Linked DNA regions of Danio rerio: region 1 is linked to region 2. Evidence: chromatin contacts called from public HiCAR-type data. All regions are on one chromosome and are shown on one strand. The core of a region is the stretch at or near the end of the contact, and the rest is flanking DNA. Distances in the headings are between cores, read along the strand shown. Region 1 overlaps lhfpl2b (LHFPL tetraspan subfamily member 2b). Region 2 holds the start of otpb (orthopedia homeobox b).

Region 1 (5,567 bases), core at 1,536-4,035, 120 kb before region 2:
TTTGAAGTACTTATAAGAGTTTCTGATAATATAACAATGTTTGCACCTCAATGTGCATACTGTCCACCCTAAATTATTAAATATAACAACCTTATGTACCATTTAGATCAAAAAGGTGGATATACACAGCACTGCACCTTGGTCCCATATTCATTTCAAAGGAGCGCTACTCTGTACTAAAAAGGCTATTGGCGCATTTCTTCCAATAGACAAGAATAAACAGCTACTGTAAATGTCTATGACTGTTGAAGCCTGATCTATTCAGGTCAGCTCCACTAATTCAAGCAGGTAAAAGAAAAAAATATCTTCTAATAAACAAATTTAAAAAATGAAGTTAGTTTAAAGGTTTTAAAACAGAAATTGTGAAAGATTTTCCCTGCTTTGATCAATATTAGAAGATGGACTTAAAGGTAAGATAAGACATAAAGTTAAAAAAAAAACTAATGTTTTTTTTTTTTTTTTTAAACATGAAAAACATTTTGTTGTGTGAAATGTCTTGGGCCTCCAAGAGCCTGCACGTTCATTGCATGTCAGCTTTGTCTGGGGCAAAGGTAATTTATTATATGAGAAAAAAGGTCCTCATTGTCGCAGCAAATAACTTTTTTTTTTTTTTTTAATCTGGCGCAAAGGTGGCTCAGTTGTTAGCACTGTCACCTCACAGCAAGAAGGTCGCTGGTTCGAATCCCGACTGGGCCAGTTGGCATTTCTGTGTGTTCACTGAAAAAAATATTCAAAGATGATTCCTTGGATTTACTCGATTTTTTTACGTTAAGTGGTTGTAAACAATTTATTTGTGTTGAATTTAAACAAACAAATTAAGTAGAACATTATTAAAATTTAATTTGTTTGTTTAAATTCAACACAAATAAATTGTTTACAACCACTTAACGTTAAAAAAATCGAGTAAATCCAAGCAATCATCTTTGAATATACACAGTTGTGCACTCTTTTTTCAGTGTAGTTTCCATGTTCTCCACGTGTTTGTGTGGGTGTTCCAGGTTCCCTCATATTTCAAACACATGTGCTATAGGTGAATTGAATAAACTAAATTGGCTGTAGTGTTTGAATGTGTATGGATGTTTCCCGATGCTAAGTTGCAGCTGGAAGGGCACTTGCATGTGTAAAACATATGCTGATTAAGTTGGTGGTTCATCCCGCTATGGCGACCTCTGAAGAATAAAGGGACTCAGCCAAAGAAAAATGAATGAAATTTAATCCCAGTTTATCAGTAAGTGATGATCTGATTGAATGGAAATGGTGCTTTGTTTGCAAGTGTTTTATGCAGTATTACAGTTTTTTGAATAAATCTTTGGATAGAAACACAGCTTCCGACCCTGTTTGATCCTGATCCAGGAACTGAAATCTGCAGGAAGATACGTCTCCAGGAACAGACTTTGTTCCCCCTGCTTTATAAATTTTGGCCCATGACATGACAGAATCAAACAGCTTCTACAGATTTGTATTATTATACATGATGCGAATCTCCAAATTGGGGGTTGAAAAGCTTGACAAGAAAATTTTATATATACTTTTCTACAAGAACAACCAGCCTGAGCAGTTGATAAAAGACAAGGTGGATCCAAATGTTGCCGCAGAAATAGAGACTCACCAGACAAGTCTTTTATTGTCCATTTTGTTGAGCTAGTGTGAATTATAGCCTCAGTTTGCTGTTATTACCTGACAGGAGTGTCAACATTGTTATCTTCTCCTGCTGCTGTAGCTTATCTGCTTCAAGGTTGTATATTTTGAGTGTTTAGTGATGCTCTTCTGCAAACTGTGGCTTTAATGAGCCATTCATTCTGACTATTCTTTGTAAATTTTAAATATGATTGTGTATGATAATGCCAGCGAATCAGAAGTTTCTGAAATACTCAGACTAGCCTGTTTGGCACAAACAACTATGCTATGGTCAAAGTCACAAAAATTACTTTTCTTTCCCGTTCTGATGCTCAGTTTTAACTTAAAGTCACCATGAAATGGAAGTTAAGATTGTCCTATATTGTGACTGAAGTGAAATGGTCCTAAAATGAGAGAAAATAATTAAGTCTGGTTTACGATCTCATCCTTTGCGAACCGCTTGCATCATTGGTAGATGGGTGCCGCTAACAAAATGAAGGAAGATTGATGAATGGACAAAACAGGGCAAAAATGAGACACAACATAATAGCCTTCCATGTGACCAGAAATGAAGAAAAGTCAATTCAATAGAAGGTTGGGCATTTGATAAAAGATTATGAGGACAAATTATATATATTTTTTTACAAAATAATGAAGTGCACAGATACAATTGTTCATTTTGATTTCAATCAGATTTTAAGCAGGTTGTCTTGACCACAACAGCATCCCTAAATGCACTGAGTTGCTTAAATGTGATTGGATAATTATTCATCTGCATCAACAAGCAGTTGATCAGATGTACCTAATATATTGGCCAGTTAGTATGGGAAGTAGGCTAGGGTGAATTTCATTCCATGCTGACTTGAATGCATTGTGAATCTGGCCTCAGGGTTCCAAATCTTCTTTCATTACCATTTCCCAAACCAGCTCAAAGGAACAAAAGTGGTAATGTTGACTGTGGCAGGACCTTCTCAGTCAAAAGACCATGAAATAACAGATCGGTCATGATAAAGCTCCTACTTGCAGTCATGTCTGGGAACACTAGAACAATAAAGCATTGTGGTGCAATAAAAATAGTGTGGCTTATTTTATTGAAGACCAAGACCAACAACAGGTACAAGCAAAGTACGGAGCTCTTGTATAATTTTATTGAAAGATTTACAACATGGTGATTGAGTAATTTGTGAATAGCAGGAGCATGACTTCAGCATGACTTCAGAGACAGGATCTCACTTGCCTATTTAGAGCAAGAACACGGGATAAAATTGAGGGATCACAGTGACCGGCTCTGTTTGGTATGAAGATTAAATCAGCAAGCGTTCTTGCCTTTTAAACAGTAATATAATAATTAAATCACATATTAAGGCTAATACAGTGTCTATTTTAAGCGTAATCACATAGCTTATTAGAAGAGTGGAAAATGACACTGAACTAGAAACTTGACTCATGGCTCACCCTCAGCCATTACAGGGAAAACTTTTATGTTGTAAAGAATTGATGTTATCTGATGATGATATCAGATCAAAAGGGTTGCTGAGTTTTCTTAGGAAAGCAAGTGGAAATCAGTTTGTATTTTTGAGCAATTATAATAATAATCTGTCTTTAATTAACAGTACATTAGGAACAAAACTGTTTTGTATTACTGTTTTGTATTACTGATTAAATGGCCTGATTCAAGTGGATTTTTAGGGACTCTCTGTGTTTGATTTTCTTTTTTATTTACACAATTAGGCTGTCAAACTAGCATAGCATAGTGTTGCTTCTTTCCCTAGTGGTTGACTGTGACTGTTTATGTTGCATTGCATTCATCTCTCATTCAGCAATTGCTTCAGCATTCTCATTTGTCTTCGCTAGCCTTTGGCCTTACTCTGCTTGATACTACCATGATAATAAGTTATGAATACTTTAGCCCATCTATGAACATGGTATCTGTAGGAGTTACGTAGGATATAATTAAGACAATTCCCATGATTATAGGGGCCCTTTTATACACCCGGCACAATAAAGCGCAAGACGTTTGCCCTGGCACGTTACTAATTTCAGACCAATCTAACCTTAATTTTAAAAAGCAAATGCATTCATGCCAGTTTGTGGACTCAAGACTGTTTGGGTCTAGAAAAGAGGTGTGTTAAGGCGCATTGTTGGCGGATTGCTTTGAGGAACTAAAGCAATTAAAAAGCAGTTGACAGCAGCTGAAAGCTGGTCTAAAGTCCAACACAGAGCACATGCGCCTCGCTACCACATTGCTTAAAACACGCAGGATGTACAGCAATACAAACATATCTTTACAAATGAAAAAGAATTAAAGGATTAAAATATTACAAAAATTATTACTTTCTACATAAATATGAAAACTACTGATTTGTTTATTTATTACAACTTACTTTTGTATAATGTCATTATTATTATTAGAAGTGGGCGAAGCAGTGGCGCAGTAGGTAGTGTTGTCGCCTTACAGCAAGAAGGTCGCTGGTTCAAGCCTCGGCTCGATTGGCGTTTCTGTTTGGAGTTTGCTTGTTCTACCTGCGTTCGCGTGGGTTTCCCCTGGGTGCTCCGGTTTCCCCTACAGTCCAAAGACATGCGGTACAGGTGAATTGGGTAGGCTAAATTGTCCGTAGTGTGTGAATGTGTGTGTGGATGTTTCCCAGAGATGGGTAGCGGCTGGATACTTGCTGGATAAGTTGGCGGTTCATTCCGCTGTGGCAACCCCAGATTAATGAAGGGACTAAGCCGACAAGAAAATGAATGATTATTATTAGTATTTATTATTTGCATATTTATATTAGTTTTATTAAAAACAAACTTAGATTTCTCCACCTGTCAGGTTTTGGACCATATGAGGCTTAGGACATGTGTTTGGATATCACTCAGTGTTTGACCACACTTCGTTATTATTGCTGATTTATTAGTTTGCTGAATATTAGAACTGAATTTAGAAATAGTTTTGAATTGAATCTTGGCACTTAGCAAATTAAATTATTTAGGTAGGCTAATGGATGTCTGTGTGTAAAACCGTTTCTTTATCCACAAAAGAGAAGGTAAAATTAAAGGCAGAAAAGAGGAGGCTCATTCTTTATCCTTGAGCTGCAGGTGGTCTGTTTAACTGTTTTTTTTACTAGTGACGCGTTCAGTTTTTACACTTACAAAGTAAATAGCAAATGTGACGCAACTGACTCTCAAAGGGAATAGGAGATGAGACTCTGATTGGTTTATTCTCAAAACATGCCCATAACTCATTAAAAAAATAAGCTCAACCCTGTTAGACCATGTGCCAGGGCGCAGAGTGTATTGTTCCATCCTTAAAATAGCAAAAGTGGATTAGGATAAGCCCTTAATGCTTTTGCGCCATGTGCTTCAGACTTTGTGCCTAGATCATTAAAATAGAGCCCTAATTGTCATCAAACTATACCTTTGTTTGTTGTAAATATGCACCCTCTAGTGATGAAAATTTCATACAATGCAGTACAATTTAATAATAATATCTTTATTTATGTTTTGAAGAATGCACAGAAGTCTTATGGGTTTATAATAAAATGAGGGCGAGTAAATAGTGATGAGAATTTTCATTTCATTTTCATGAGAATTTGTCTATAAATAAATTATTTAATTGAAACTTTTTGTATGCAAATGAAATAGTCCACAGCACACCTGAAACAATAGTTTTCAATCGAAAGGTCAATTGGAATCCACCCAGGTGTTTGATCTTATTGAGAAAAGACTTTAATTATCTCCTAATTCTGTCCCCACTGTCCATATAACATCCATATAACAATCTGCAAACCATACAAACTGTTGTTTACAATTATAGGTTGCCTCGCCATTTTTAGACATCCATGTTTCTGTTTCTGTTCGTTTGCAATGGTTGTTCTTGTATAGTACTTACATCAGTCTTTTTCTACCTTTTGCAGGTCTATTCCTTATCCTAGGTCTGATGCTCTATCCTGCAGGCT
Region 2 (5,714 bases), core at 390-2,889:
GTTTCCATTTTATAGGTGTGTTATAGAAATGCATGGCGCAATGTGCCAGGATAGAAACGACCTTTTAGCCAATAATAATAATAATAATAATAATAATAATAATAATAATAATAATAGTAATAAAAATAATATAAATATTACTATTATTATTATTATGATTATTATTATTATTATAACCGCAAATACATATTTTAATATAACTTTTAAACATTGCAGTAGATATATAAGTTCAATATAATTTACAAGATTATCATATATTCCTTTAAAGAGGACCAGAAAAGATTTAACAAATTAGCACATGATACATGATCATGATCTTAGATGCACAAATATAAAGCTTGTAATTAGGTTTATTTGAGTAAAAATATACAAAATAAGAATTATTATTATTATTAATAATGTATTATTCATATAGCATTTTTCTTAGAATATGTATGTTTTTCCTACCACCTAACTTTATTTCAAGGTTACATTTCGATCCAGGATTATTATGTTATTAATAAAATTATGTCTCAAGCTTCTTGATGAAACACCTTTATATATATATAGGCCTATATATGTCGGCATTTCTCGGGTCTTTAAAATTCGAGATTCCCATGTTCTTTGTTTGTTTCTTAATTTTTCTCAACAGTCCAGCGGCTTGCCCGTGCACATTCATGCTACAAAATGAATGGAGAACTGATTGATTAAACAAAAACAATCTGAAAACTTGACAGCCTGCCGAATGCACTTTCGCTGAATGGATTAAATTAGGCAATGTATGTCAGCGAGTTTGAATTAAACAAATCAAATTACTTGCGTCAGCGCTGATGAAACATCAATACAACTGAAGCATCAGTACGCATCAGTAGCCTGTTTCACTGCTTCACCTCAAGCCTTTACCGAAATAAATTAGACGTCTTCAAACATGATTTAGCCAACACCGCCTTGAAATATATCTAAACACAATTAAATCACGCATTGTTCAGATTTTACTCAAACAATTGAGATGAAAGCTCATATATTTAGCACTAATTACTTCAAATGCTTAATGGTCTTGAAAATGACTTGTTGGAAATGTACCTTGGATGTGTTGTTAGCTGCCTCAAAGAATTCATCGTTTTTGATAGATGGATTCCACTCAAATAAAGCTGTATGTCGCACGTAATGACACCAGTTCACAGAACCCGCTGCAATACTGTGTTCATTCTCTTCACACGTAAACAAACATGGATGGCCAGCGTTCTACATTCGACTAGTAAAGGGCCTCGAAAAGTTGAGCTATAACCAAAATAGGCTGTTGACTTTACAAAAGGTGCCTATCAGTATTTAGAGATTACATCCCTAGTCGGCCAAGTCGTATAAATTCGACTTTTGCACCTTTTGTGAAGCCTCTACAGAAAGATTTATTATTCGCTGGTTATTTGCCATGATTATGAAGTCATTTAAAATGTATAGCTAATAAGGGGGCAATGCAATAAATCAGATTTGAAATGAACGAGAGCAACCGCAGATGAAACCGGTTTGTGGATTTTAGTGGTTGGTTGTCTGACATTTTCAGCCCTTAATTCTGATTGGTTCCCATTTGTGGAAGCTCACGGGCTCATACAACTATTAAGCGCCTCCCAATCTCTCTAAAGAACAGTATAATACGTGGAACCGCCTTTTTAAACGCACTGACGACTTTGCTTCAATTGAGCCCTATGCGCTTTTTAAAAGAGTTAAAAGTTGTAGAGTAGTTTGGGAAGCAGTTGTGACTCCAGCAGTGCGCAATGCTCTCTCATGCCGACCTCTTGGATACTCGCCTCGGTGAGTTATCGCCACCAAACTCCGGTCTTCAACTCCACTGTAAGCTAGAGTATTATTCAGTCTTCAGTCTGGTGAACCAATTTTATGTTTATATTATATTTTAATATGTGCATTATACATGCAATGTTACGTGATAATTACTAAAAGTATTGTTTTTTTCCCTTGCTAAAATAATTTTAATGTTTGTGGTGTTTATGTTTGGTATTATTTGCTATATGTTTATGATTATTTGTGCGACAAATGTATCAATAAGTAGCGTGTTTTAAATATGCGTTGATTATTGATATTAATATGAAACAGCCATTTGGATAGAATGCTAAATTGTTGACACCTGCGTCCACAGGGATGAAGGATGCTGCAGCCGAGCTTCTCGTACACCGAGAAGCTTTAAAATGCAGACTAGGGGGGACTGACTCTGGACACCCCGGCGACCTTACTTCTGCCACAGAGACTGTGGAGGGGACCACTCTGCTCCCCGGAGAAGAAATAAGTAATGGTGGATCCAATCCTAATGGAATGCAGCAGGTCAACGCCAAAGACCAAGAAAAGCAGCAACAGCAAAACTCCAATCAGACGGGCGGCCAGCAAAACCAACAGAAACAGAAACGCCACAGGACCCGTTTTACTCCAGCCCAGCTGAACGAACTAGAAAGGAGCTTTGCTAAAACCCACTATCCTGATATTTTTATGAGAGAGGAACTTGCATTAAGGATTGGTTTAACGGAGTCACGGGTTCAGGTGAGACTTAATGAACTTGCTCAGCTCTGACTTTCCAGACGGTTATTGCCTGTTTGTAAAAGCAAACTGAATCGCTTGGCGTAACACTTATTTATTAATTTAGTTCTAAAGACATACGAAATTTATTGCATGAATTGCTTGGCGATTTTCTCTAAAAACAATGTCAAATATGTTTCCGATCACGCATCTAAAACTATTGCAGTGTTGCCTGTACTAAAATATAATATTACAAAAAAAGCTTTTTAGAAAAAAAGACGTGCTCTAAAAGAATTCATTAAAATAGTAGCTTGCACAGTAGATTGCACAGTGCTTTAAATGTAACATGAAAAAAATGATTTGTAAATAATAGTTATGCATCAATTTAAGTAGACATGCCAATAGTAATGATGACAATAATTATTCGTTCAAACTTGTACATTATAAATCTAATTAAAATAATAATAATAATATTACTTTTTAAAAATAAACAAGAGGTACTATTTATTCTGAAAGCTTCGTCTGAGCTTATTTTCATCAAGAATTACTGTTTAATATTCCACGATGAATTATGGAGGCCATCATATTATTTGTCTCCTAGAATGTACTATCAACTATATCGACTTCATCACCGTTTGTCTGCAAAGCATTACTATTCTGTCCTGTCTTGAAGCAATATATATATATATATATATATATATATATATATATATATATATATATATATATATATATATATATATATATATTAGCAGTAGTGATTTTAGAATTTTTTAAATTTTAGAAGTCATAATAGGCTACAAGCAGATGTTTTAAAGGGTGCATGTTTGCTAACCTCGGTAGAATCATATTAACAGTGGAAGAGTTCTAAATAGACCGGACTACATTTAAAACAAATTAGGCGCCCTTTACCGACAAACGCAATTCATGCAATTTAATTAAATGTATTATGATCATATTTTGTTCTTTTGTTTTTTGAAAACACATAATTTTATTAGGTTTAGCCTATATTTTGTGTTTGTTGTTTTTATTTCATTAAAATAAAATTAATCATAGTAAGTCTAAATATACAGTTGAACATAGCAAACTATTTGTTTAAAGTTTTATTTTTTCTCACCCAATAAAATTAATGGTTTTCTAATTGTTTCTTTTTGTCTTTTGACTTCAGGTATGGTTTCAGAATAGACGTGCAAAATGGAAGAAACGAAAGAAGACGACCAATGTTTTCCGGGCGCCGGGCACTTTGCTGCCAACACACGGTTTGCCTCAGTTCCCGTCTGCGGCCGCGGCTGCGATGGGCGACAGTCTCTGCTCTTTTCATGCCAACGACACTCGCTGGGCCGCGGCTGGGATGCCGGGGGTCTCACAGCTGCAGATACCGCCGTCGCTGGGTCGACAGCAGGCGATGGCACAGTCCCTGTCTCAGTGCAGTCTCGGAGCGGGTCCGCCACCAAACAATATGGGCCTTTCGGGCAGCTTATCGTCAAATGGTTCCGGTCTTCAGTCGCATCTCTATCAACCCACATTTCCCGGGATGGTGCCCGCTTCCCTGTCGGGTCCAACGAATGTTACCGGCTCTCCTCAGCTGTGTAGCTCCCCAGACAGTGACATGTGGAGAGGGACTAGTATCGCTTCCCTTCGCCGTAAAGCACTTGAGCACACCGTTTCAATGAGTTTCACTTAATCTGAGCACCCGCGATGTCTTTTTCTGTCACTACAAACCTCAAGTATTCCTGAAAAACACTCATGGAGCACTCAGGATGCGAGGTTCTAACGATGAAATTACAATTTGGCAGCCTTACTGGATGATGGAATCCCAACATACCCTCAGACAATGCTTACAGCAAATGTAGACTAGTGTTAGTTTAAATGCTTGAAATGTATGTAATTTATTTAAGTGTTGGATTCGTTCATGTTTATTTGTTTATTTTTATAGAAGTTGATTTTAAAAATGGGGAATTGTTTATTTATTTTTGAGTATTTATTTGACTCTTCGTTCATATATGAATCAACAGCTGCAAGTATATTTATTTCGCTGTTCAGTGATATTATTTTTTATTAAACCTACTGTAAAAGGACAATTATAAACGAGGACCACATATGTGCATGTACAGGTTGTTTCAAGGCACAAACTACATGTTGGAGCGATTTTTCAGGTACAGAAATGAACACGTTGGATTAAGAGCCAATTTCCAAATAACCAGATTCGGATGCATGTAATATTTCAAACGGGATCAACAGGAAGTTGTTTACAAAAGCAAAATGAACTTGAGTGTTTGTGTAGATAAGACAAAAAATAATGTTATCTGCTGGTACGTTTGTGATATGTTTTAACTTATTGTCTGTGCTTATTACTGAAATATGGTTTTCGTAAATGTTTATCTTACCAAATTCAACAGAATTGGGAAGGTTTATATCAATGATTGTTAAGTGGGTGAATAAAATCATTTTAAGAATTTCTGCATGTTATGTGATCTCTATAATATAGGCAATGTATTTTGGTGCTTTTTAAACTAACCAAATTTATTAAACAGATATATTTATTGAACTAATATTTTAGTCACCACACATATAGAAATTAAAATCAAGCAAAATATTGCAAAAAATCACAACCTACAAAAATATCAACTAAATTTATTTGCTTTTTTAATTTTCCCTCTGTTATAAAATTTGTATTTGATATTTCTCTATAAATTTGAGTGTACTAGTTTCTGAACCATTATTGTAAGTTATTTTGTTAGATAAGGTCCAGATTTGGCTTCAGTACTGACTACACAAATATAATATTGTAGCTTTCTATTAAAATATGAATTGCAAGATAGTTTTGTAAGGGTTGTACTTATATATGCTGAGCACTGTATGCACATATGGCACATGATCTGAATGGTTCTTACAATGTGTTAATGCTTTTTTGTTTAAAAAATCAACAACTAGTGTTTTGCTCAATATGGATGCTCAAGAATGCTTCTGTTCATAAATTACTCATCTAACCTAAATGACCCGTTTCTCTACAAAACTGCATAAAAATGTTGTTTCAAATAGTACCAATATTTACCCCCAGACTATAAATGACTGTAATTCTGATACCAAATAGAAAAATAATCATTTTGGTATTTAAAACATGTCTTCGAGAGACATTTAAAAATAAATGTTTCAAAAAGAGTTTTTTGCACCCATGTCACAGAAGTTCTGTTTTTATTTAGCAATAATTC

Evidence for each region. HiCAR-type assays count read pairs that join an accessible place to other places.
Region 1: a contact with region 2 is called in a HiCAR-type map of caudal fin, with 4 times the contacts expected there. The contact joins the enhancer-like site here to the promoter of otpb in region 2. A contact is called at or near these places in 9 of 18 Hi-C or Micro-C datasets (caudal fin, embryo, fibroblasts and 3 more) and 1 of 4 datasets of contacts at active chromatin or transcription factors (caudal fin).

What each region holds. Positions count from the first base shown.
Region 1 is chr5:55,826,034-55,831,600 of GRCz12tu, reverse strand. It overlaps lhfpl2b (LHFPL tetraspan subfamily member 2b), which reads left to right. Exons shown (of 3, transcript NM_001017562.1): 3 at 5,526-5,567. Among named protein-coding and RNA genes, the nearest start is that of lhfpl2b, 12 kb to the left of the region's middle. Within about 2 kb of position 2,785, at least 5 of the 62 cell types and tissues checked have an H3K27ac peak or open chromatin away from gene starts, as enhancers often do. A contact at or near this core is called in caudal fin, where this site is marked.
Region 2 is chr5:55,705,405-55,711,118 of GRCz12tu, reverse strand. It overlaps otpb (orthopedia homeobox b), which reads left to right and starts at 1,639. Exons shown (of 3, transcript NM_131100.2): 1 at 1,639-1,827; 2 at 2,132-2,526; 3 at 3,671-4,958. The coding sequence starts at 1,752. The coding sequence ends at 4,186.